2 separate regions of the Podarcis muralis genome follow, and region 1 is linked to region 2. The links are chromatin contacts, called in public Hi-C maps. All regions are on one chromosome and are shown on one strand. The core of a region is the stretch at or near the end of the contact, and the rest is flanking DNA. Distances in the headings are between cores, read along the strand shown.

Region 1 (3,831 bases), core at 33-2,532, 170 kb before region 2:
CTTCAGACAGGGTTATTACTCCAGTCCTATCTGGTCATGCCAGGGATTGAATCTGGGACCTTTTGTATGCAAAGCTGATGCTCTACCACTGAGCTACAGCCTGTCCCCACTTATCCACTTAAGCACCTTCCGCTTATCCATTTGCTGTTGCCTTCGCAGCCTAAATCACTTTGCTTATTAACTGCACTGAATATATTTGGATACTGCTGCCATTGCAAATGCACAGGAGATGGGTCAAGCAAGGCTGATGGGAATGAGAAAACAACTGATAATGGTGGCGGACCCGGAGACCTGAGTGGTTTAGCAATCTATTCTTTTCTATGTGGCCCATCATGAAAAACAACCGTGCAATACTGGGTCAAGTTGTGGAGGCTCCCTCTCCAGCTCACAAAACCTTGACTGTGACACCCAGCAACTGGTATTCTAATGCATTATAGCGGTAGACACGGCCATCACGCCGGCTGCCAAAGGCTTCACTTCTGCAAAAAGCAGGCTGGCTGACTCACACAAACCTGCAGCAGCGGCAGCCATCCTTCTTGCACAGGAGAGTCGACATGGTGCAGTAGCTTAGGAGCGATAAAACTAGGAGCATGCCGGCTCAAACCCCCACTTCCACCAAAGCTCACGGCGTGACCTTGGGCCTCCCAGCCGTACTTGACTTGACAGGGCTGGCCATGAGGATGAAAGGGAAAGCGCAAAGCCTTTGGATGCCCCACCCTCGCACGCTCAAAGGAGCATCCCACCTCTAGTCATGACGAACGCCCACAGATGCACCTGACTCCCTCCGTGAATCTGCCTCACCCCCGTTTCACAGGCATTCGCGGTTGCTACAGCAACCGAGGGGGACCCAGACCCAGATACCGGGGGCGCTGCTCCTCCTCCTCTACCCCCCTCCATCACCGCGGTTGCCATGGTGCCGAACGCAGCCCCCCTCCCGCTCCCCACCCCCCTTCGCCCGGCCGCTCCCTCGGCTCCCCGTCCTCACCGGCTCCGTCACCTCCGTCTCGGTGACCGTCGAAGAGGCTCCCACGGCGGCCGTGGACTCCGCCATGGCGTGGCTGCCTGCGGCCCTGTCCGCCGTGGCGCCAGTTGCAGGGGGGACGGGGATTCGGAGGGGTCCGGAGCCAAACCTCGCCCGGAGCTTTCGCAGCCTCGGGGGGAACCTGCCGGCAGCTGTCCGGACGCGCCGCAGCTCCTCTCCCTCTTTCGCTCTTTCCCTTCCTCCTCCTCCTCCTCCTCCTGCAGGTGCAGCAGCCTCTCCCTCTGCCGACTTCCGGCCCCGCCACTTCCTACTTCCGCTCAGGAGTCCGTCGCGTTAAGCGGTCCCCCGGCTGGGCCCCAGAGTCATTTCCGCCGTACGCGGCAGGAGGAGGAACAAAACAAAAAAACCAACAGGAGGCACCGGCGCGCGTAGTAAAAGAAGGCTCGCGTTGTTTGAGAGAGGCTTGCCCTTTGCTCAGTAAAGTCTGCTTGCGCTTGTGTGGTCGCAAAAGTCGTTCGGCATTGGCTTCCCGCTTTTGCCAGGCATTATTTTTAATACTTTGTTGGGAGCCGCCCAGAGTGGCTGGGGAAACCCAGCCAAATGGGTGGGGTATAAATGAATTTATTATTATTATTATTATTATTATTATTATTATTATTATTATTATTACAGGCACGCTTTGAAGACATCTCTGTAATAGCTGCATTAGGAATCGCCACCTTCCACATGCGCTGCATCAGGAAGATTTTGGGCATCGCATAGTCTCTGGCAAAGATGTGCTCTCCCAAACTCCCAGCATGATCTCCTGTCTCGGCAACCAACATCTATGCTGGCTCGGCCATGTCCACAGAATGGAAGATGGCACGATCCCTAAGGATGTGCTCCACGAGGAGCTGGCTTTGGGCACCAGGCCCATCGGCAAACCAACTCTGCGCTACAGATATGTCTGCAGTTGTGGCTTGAAGGCTGGCAACATCAAACCTGGCCTGTGGGAACCGCTTGTGAAGGACCACAGCACCTGGAGACAGGCAGGTTGTGTACCCGTAGAAGTGATCAGAGGAGAAATGACCACTGGGAGGAGCGCAGAGAGTAGCCTGATAACTTCCATCTTCAGAACCCTGCCTTGACTTCTGTTTCCTCGGTTGCAATGAAGTGTGACAAAGGCTGGGAATCTGCTGAAAAGACGATAGATGCAGCCCATTGCTTCTGCGCTTTCAGTAACAATCTGCTGATGTGAATCATGATAACCAGGAAGAAAACTTTCAATGAGGGAAAGCCGCTCTTCACCACTTTGATTTTGATTAGTAGTAGTAGTAGTAATAATAATAATATTAATTCTTATACCCCACCTATCTGGGTCGTTTCCAATAAAATACCAAGAGTATTCTGAAAAGTTAGTTAAAGTACAGAAGGCAGAAAATAATCCACATGAGGACCCAGCCCCCTCTCCCTCATTGACCACCAAACCAACAATAGGATGCATATGCAAAGAAAACCATAAAGTGCTTTATTCTGCGTAGAGTTACAAGGGGAGCTACAGGCACTATGCACGAAATCCCCCATCTCAAGTAACAGAATGTTTCCATGGAACCCAAAAAGGACTCCATGGCCATAGTAACTAGACAAAAATGACCCTCGTAAGTGACGTTCCTCAGACACAGTGTCCCCCACACATTTGGGTAAAGCCGATCAAGAATCTTCCTTTTCCTGGAACCTGGAAGTGAAAAACAAATACATATGTACAGTGGTACCTCAGGTTACATACACTTCAGGTTACAGATGCTTCAGGTTACAGACTCCGCTAACCCAGAAATAGTACCTCGGGTTAAGAACTTTGCTTCAGGATGAGAACAGAAATTGCGCAGTGGCGGCAGCAGGAGGCCCTATTAGCTAAAGTGGTGCTTCAGGTTAAGAACGGACCTCCAGAACGAATTAAGTTCTTAACCCGTGGTACCACTGTATTTGTAAGGCCATTCCCCAATGGAACTTGCCAACGGAAGCAACTCACAGAGAACGGTGACTGGATGACAAAGAGAATGTAGCTTTGAGTTTTGGAGTTTTGCACTCCAAAACTCTTAAGCAACCTCTCCCAGTAGTGTCCATGTAGCTACAGTACTGAGGAAAGTCAGGGGTGAGATGGATTCTCACAGGCCCTCAAAAGGCAACAGCCATGGAGGTATGCAGATCTTCCCTCAATACCATCTTATGAGACCTACTCTCCTAGAAACATGAGAACCATCATAAAGCGGTATCTCCAGCATTCATCCTAGGGAAGGACAGTGGCATGGCGATAAGAATGACTGTTCTGCATGCATAAGGTCTTAGGTTCAACCCACTGCACATCTATGTAGGGTAGGGAAAGACTCTGGGGAGCTGATGCCAGTCACTGCAGACCAGCTGGTGCTGAATGGAAAGTGATACCTGCTGAATCAGAAGGGCCATAGCTCAGAGAGAAGGTCCAGGTTCAATCCCTGACTTCTCCAGGTAGGGCTGCAAATATCCTGTCTGAAACACTGGATCGCTGCCACCAGTCAATGTAGACCATGCGTGGGTAACCTTGGGTGCTCCATACGTTGCTGAACTACAATTCCCATCAGCCCTAGCAAGCGTGGTCAATGGCCATGGATGGGGGGGGGGGTTCCTTACACCTGGTGTAGCCAACACTGAACTAAATGAACCAATGTTCTGACACAGGAAAAGGCAACTTCCTCGCCTTTGTAGGCAGCTCAGAAGAGTTGAAACCTACTGCAAAGCCCAGCAGAACCAATGGAGACTATTCACCAAGGCAACCCAAGTTCTTTGTCTCAAAACCAGGCTGGATGATGCAATCTTAATAAAAGTTTGTAGCA
Region 2 (4,023 bases), core at 1,477-3,976:
CTATTTGCACTTTGATGTGCTTTCAAACTGCTAGGTTGGCAGGAGCAGGGACCGAGCAACGGGAGCTCACCCCGTCGCGGGGATTTGAACCGCCAACCTTCTGATCGGCAAGTCCTAGGCTCTGTGGTTTAACCCACAGCACCACCCGCGTCCCTCCAGCTCTCCTTACAGAACTTTAAATCCAGGATTCCTTGGCCTGGGGAGAGATAGTATTAAAATTATGTCTAGCACAGGAGGTGTGCCCTTTCATAACAATGCTCTCACAGGCATGGCAGCCTCCCTTTCTTAAGGACAGTTTCTTTTTAAATGGCCTCAAGTTACCACCTTATCTCACTAACCTTTATCCTATGCATTCAAAAGCTGTCTCATTAACTGTTGCTTTTTCTGCATCTCCATCACTGAAGTGACCTCCCTGGGCTGCAAGCCAGGGCAGTGTATATGGAGGTCCTGGGATGCCCAGATAACAAGGCCCCACTCTTGGTCTTGCTGCTGTGGTTCAAAGGAAAGGAAAGAAACATGTTTGCCTGCAGGAGTTGCTAGAAGGAGGCGTACAAGGCAACCTCTGACCCTTTTAGGGACTCCCTTCCTAATTTGTGTAGGGTTTACTCCTTAGCCGTTTCTTCTCCCAAAGATGTCCCACAAGCCAGCAGGTATGAATTTTTCCTCGGGGGTTCACAAATGAGTTTTGTTGTTGTTGCTTAGTCGTTTAGTCGTGTCCGACTCTTCGTGACCCCATGGATCAGAGCACAGCCAGGCACTCCTGTCTTCCACTGCCTCACACAGTTTGGTCAGACTCATGCTGGTAGCTTCGACAACACTGTCCAACCATCTCTTCCTCTGCCGTCCCCTTCTCCTTGTGCCCTCCATCTTTCCCAACATCAGGGGCTTTTCCAGGGAGTCTTCTCTTCTCATGAGGTGGCCAAAGTATTGGAGCCTCAGCTTCAGGACCTGTCCTTCCAGTTAAGATCAGAGTTTTCCATCTCCTAGATCAGGGGTAGGCAACCTAAGGCCCGGGGGCCGGATGTGGCCCAATTGCCTTCTAAATCCGGCCCGCGGATGGTCTGGGAATCAGCATGTTTTTACATGAGTAGAATGTGTCCTTTTACCGGTATTTAAAATGCATTCCTGGGTTATTTGTGGGACCTGCCTGGTGTGTGCTTTTATTTAAAATGTGTCTCTGAGTTATTTGTGCGGCACAGGAATTCGTTCATCAATTTTTCAAAATATAGTCCAGCCCACCGCATGGTCTGAGGAATGGTGGACCGGCCCACGGCTGAAAAACGTGGCTGACCCCTGTCCTAACTCATGGAGGGTTTGAGACCCATCGGCTACCCTCACCTGGTTTAGCCAGCGAGTCAAAGCCGTTCCCAGAGTGCTACTACCGTTGCACGCTGACTGATGTACATAATTTCAGGAAGCGAAGCCGCACCCCACCCCAGCATACAAATGAAGTGCATGCGAAAGCTTCACCTGACAGGTATCTGTCTGGTTAAGTGTTGTTGAAGGTGCAGGATGGAAGGGAGCAGGCAGAGGAACAGTCCTCAGCAATCCTAATACAGTGGTACCTCGGGTTCAGGTTACAGACGCTTCAGTTTACAGACGCTTCAGGTTACAGAGTCCGCTAACCCAGAAATAGCACCTCAGGTTAAGAACTTTGCTTCAGGATGAGAACAGAAATCGTGGGAGGCCCCATTAGCTAAAGTGGTGCTTCAGGTTAAGAACAGTTTCAGGTTAAGAACGGACCTCTGGAACAAATTAAGTACATAACCCAAGGTACCACTGTAGTGCCGTTTGAATGCATGCTTATACAGAAGCCCAACTGCATTCAGTGGGGCTTACTCCCAGGTAAATGTGCAAAGGGTGGCAGCAACTCTGCATGTGTTTACTCAGAGGTAAACCTTACCAAGCGCCTTTGTAAGCATGTTTGGAATTGCAGCCTGCAGCTGCCATCTTATACAGACACCCCAGAGACTAAATAACATTGAATTCAATGGGGCTGACTTCCGAGTAGTCATACATAGGCTTGCACGACAAATCTATTTCAAAATGTTTGTTCATTCTTTTATTTTATATAACTTATACACTGCTTGATTTCAAAACAAACAAACAAAACACTCAAAGCGCTTTACAAAACAGAACAAAACAGTAAAATTATCAATAAGGAAAACTAACAATATTTTTATTACATATTTTGTGTGTCCCCCCCCCCAATCTTTAATATTGTGTGTGTGAAGCACCCTGAGATCTGCGGATGGATGGCGATATACAAAAAAATTATAGAATAATTTAAAACTCCCCCCCACCATTAAAACAATAGACTAAAAACGGATTAAAACTCGTGTCAACTTTCTAAACACCTGCCAAACAAAAGCGTTCCTTCCAGGCCCCATGAAGCCTCCAGGAACAAAAATCACAACTTTAAAAAAAACCAACCCCCCCCCCCCATCAGCCATGCACATTTGGCCGCTCAGCTCTCCGTAAAATATATTTTTTTGAAATCCTCATCGCATCCCCCCCCCCCGCCCCCATTCCAAGGCGTTGGTCGCCGCTTGCGCCTCTCGGCATCTGCACTACAAACACAAACCGGTTCCAAAACTAGTTCAGCTAGTCCGGGTCCGCTCTCTCCCAGGGAACTCTGGGAGTTGTAGTTCCGGCGGGGAACAGAGAGTCTGCGGCGAAGAGAGACGCCGCCTCTGGCCGAACTACAGTACCCGGGCTGCCTTGCAAGGGAAGCCACGACAGCTCCGAGTGCCTGGGTCTTCTTTTTTTTCCATGTTTCCCCCTCTCGGTGCCGCGAAGTGTGTGGACGTGCTGGCGAGGCTCCTCCGCCTCCTTTCCTCGGAAGCAGCAGCAGCCGGAGCCATTGCAGCCGCGGGCGGCGAGGCTGCCTCCTCCTCCTCCTCGCGTTGCAAACGCGCTCCGGGACCGCGGAGCCTTTGCAGACGCGTCACTTTTGCAGAAACCAAACACCCAGCAGGTAGGGGGATAAAAAAGGGAAAGGTGCGTCTCTAGGACCTGGCCGGAGTTGGGCGAAGTGTGAGTCATTCTGGCAGGTCGGGGTGGCCCTGGAAGTGCATCAGAGTTTGGGGTGCGAGTGGACCCCCCCCAACTCCCGTGATCGCGCGTTCTCACGTGCTTTTTCACGTTCCTGCTTCTCTTGCAGATCTTGGGGTTTGGGAGTGGGTGGGTGCGGTGGATCGAGCGAGGAAACAGCAGCAAGTCCTCTGGACTTTGCAGAAAGAGAAATCCCACCCCCCACCCCCAATAATGATTGCTAAAAATCCAGAGACCCAGAATCGGAAGAAGTGGAGAAGGCGATTAGGGAGCTGAGATCCCACCCCCCCTTCCTGCTAAGAACGACTTGTTTGGGCTTAAGATAGGGCTGGGGAAAGTAGGGTGGTGGTCTGACCTGATGGACGTTTTCCCTGGGGCTGTGTAAGCCGGTGGTGGAGTTGGTGAAGTTCTGCTTGTGAAATAAGCGCAGCATGATGGAACTCAGTGGAACTTGTTTCTGAGAGGACAGCAATAAACTGGTGGGAGGCTTTGGGGGGGTGTTGTTGTTCCTGTTTATGCCTGCATAAATCCACCCGGATGAGGAAGAGAAGGTTGAGAAGTCCCGGGCAAGAAGCGAGGTGCTTCTACCCCTGGTTTCTCCAAATTCCCTAAAGAAAATTGAGATCAGTACTGCCACTCTGCCCCCTTTCCTCACTGAAACTCCAATGTCTTTTTCGTTTTTAGTCCTGGGATCCTCAGTTGATAGCCTGACCTCTGCCTCCCTCTGTGTGTGGCCTCAGCTGCACTATATTATTATTATTATTATTATTATTAATTAACTTATCTGTCCTTCACCCCATGGTTCCAGGGTGGGTTTCATTGTTAAAGCGCAATAGTAAAAACTTACATTCAAGAGGGGTGCTAAAAATATAAACCTCTAGTGTCAAAAGCTAGGATAAAGAGGTGTGTCTTCACAGCACTTTAAACAATCATGGCTTCCTCCCTTCTCCCCAAGAATTATGGGAGCTG

The links. Hi-C and Micro-C count contacts between places; a contact is called where the count stands out from the background.
Region 1: a contact with region 2 is called in a Hi-C map of tail, with 4 times the contacts expected there. The contact joins the promoter of PPP1R11 here to the promoter of LOC114588424 in region 2. A contact is called at or near these places in 2 of 3 Hi-C or Micro-C datasets (blood and tail).

What each region holds. Positions count from the first base shown.
Region 1 is chr2:107,248,656-107,252,486 of rPodMur119.hap1.1, reverse strand. PPP1R11 (protein phosphatase 1 regulatory inhibitor subunit 11) reads right to left here and starts at 1,282. Exons shown (of 3, transcript XM_028713746.2): 1 at 986-1,282. The coding sequence starts at 1,051. POLR1H (RNA polymerase I subunit H) reads right to left here. Exons shown (of 5, transcript XM_028713939.2): 5 at 2,469-2,696. The coding sequence ends at 2,672.
Region 2 is chr2:107,080,634-107,084,656 of rPodMur119.hap1.1, reverse strand. It overlaps LOC114588424, which reads left to right and starts at 2,726. Exons shown (of 3, transcript XM_028713718.2): 1 at 2,726-2,977. The coding sequence starts at 2,773.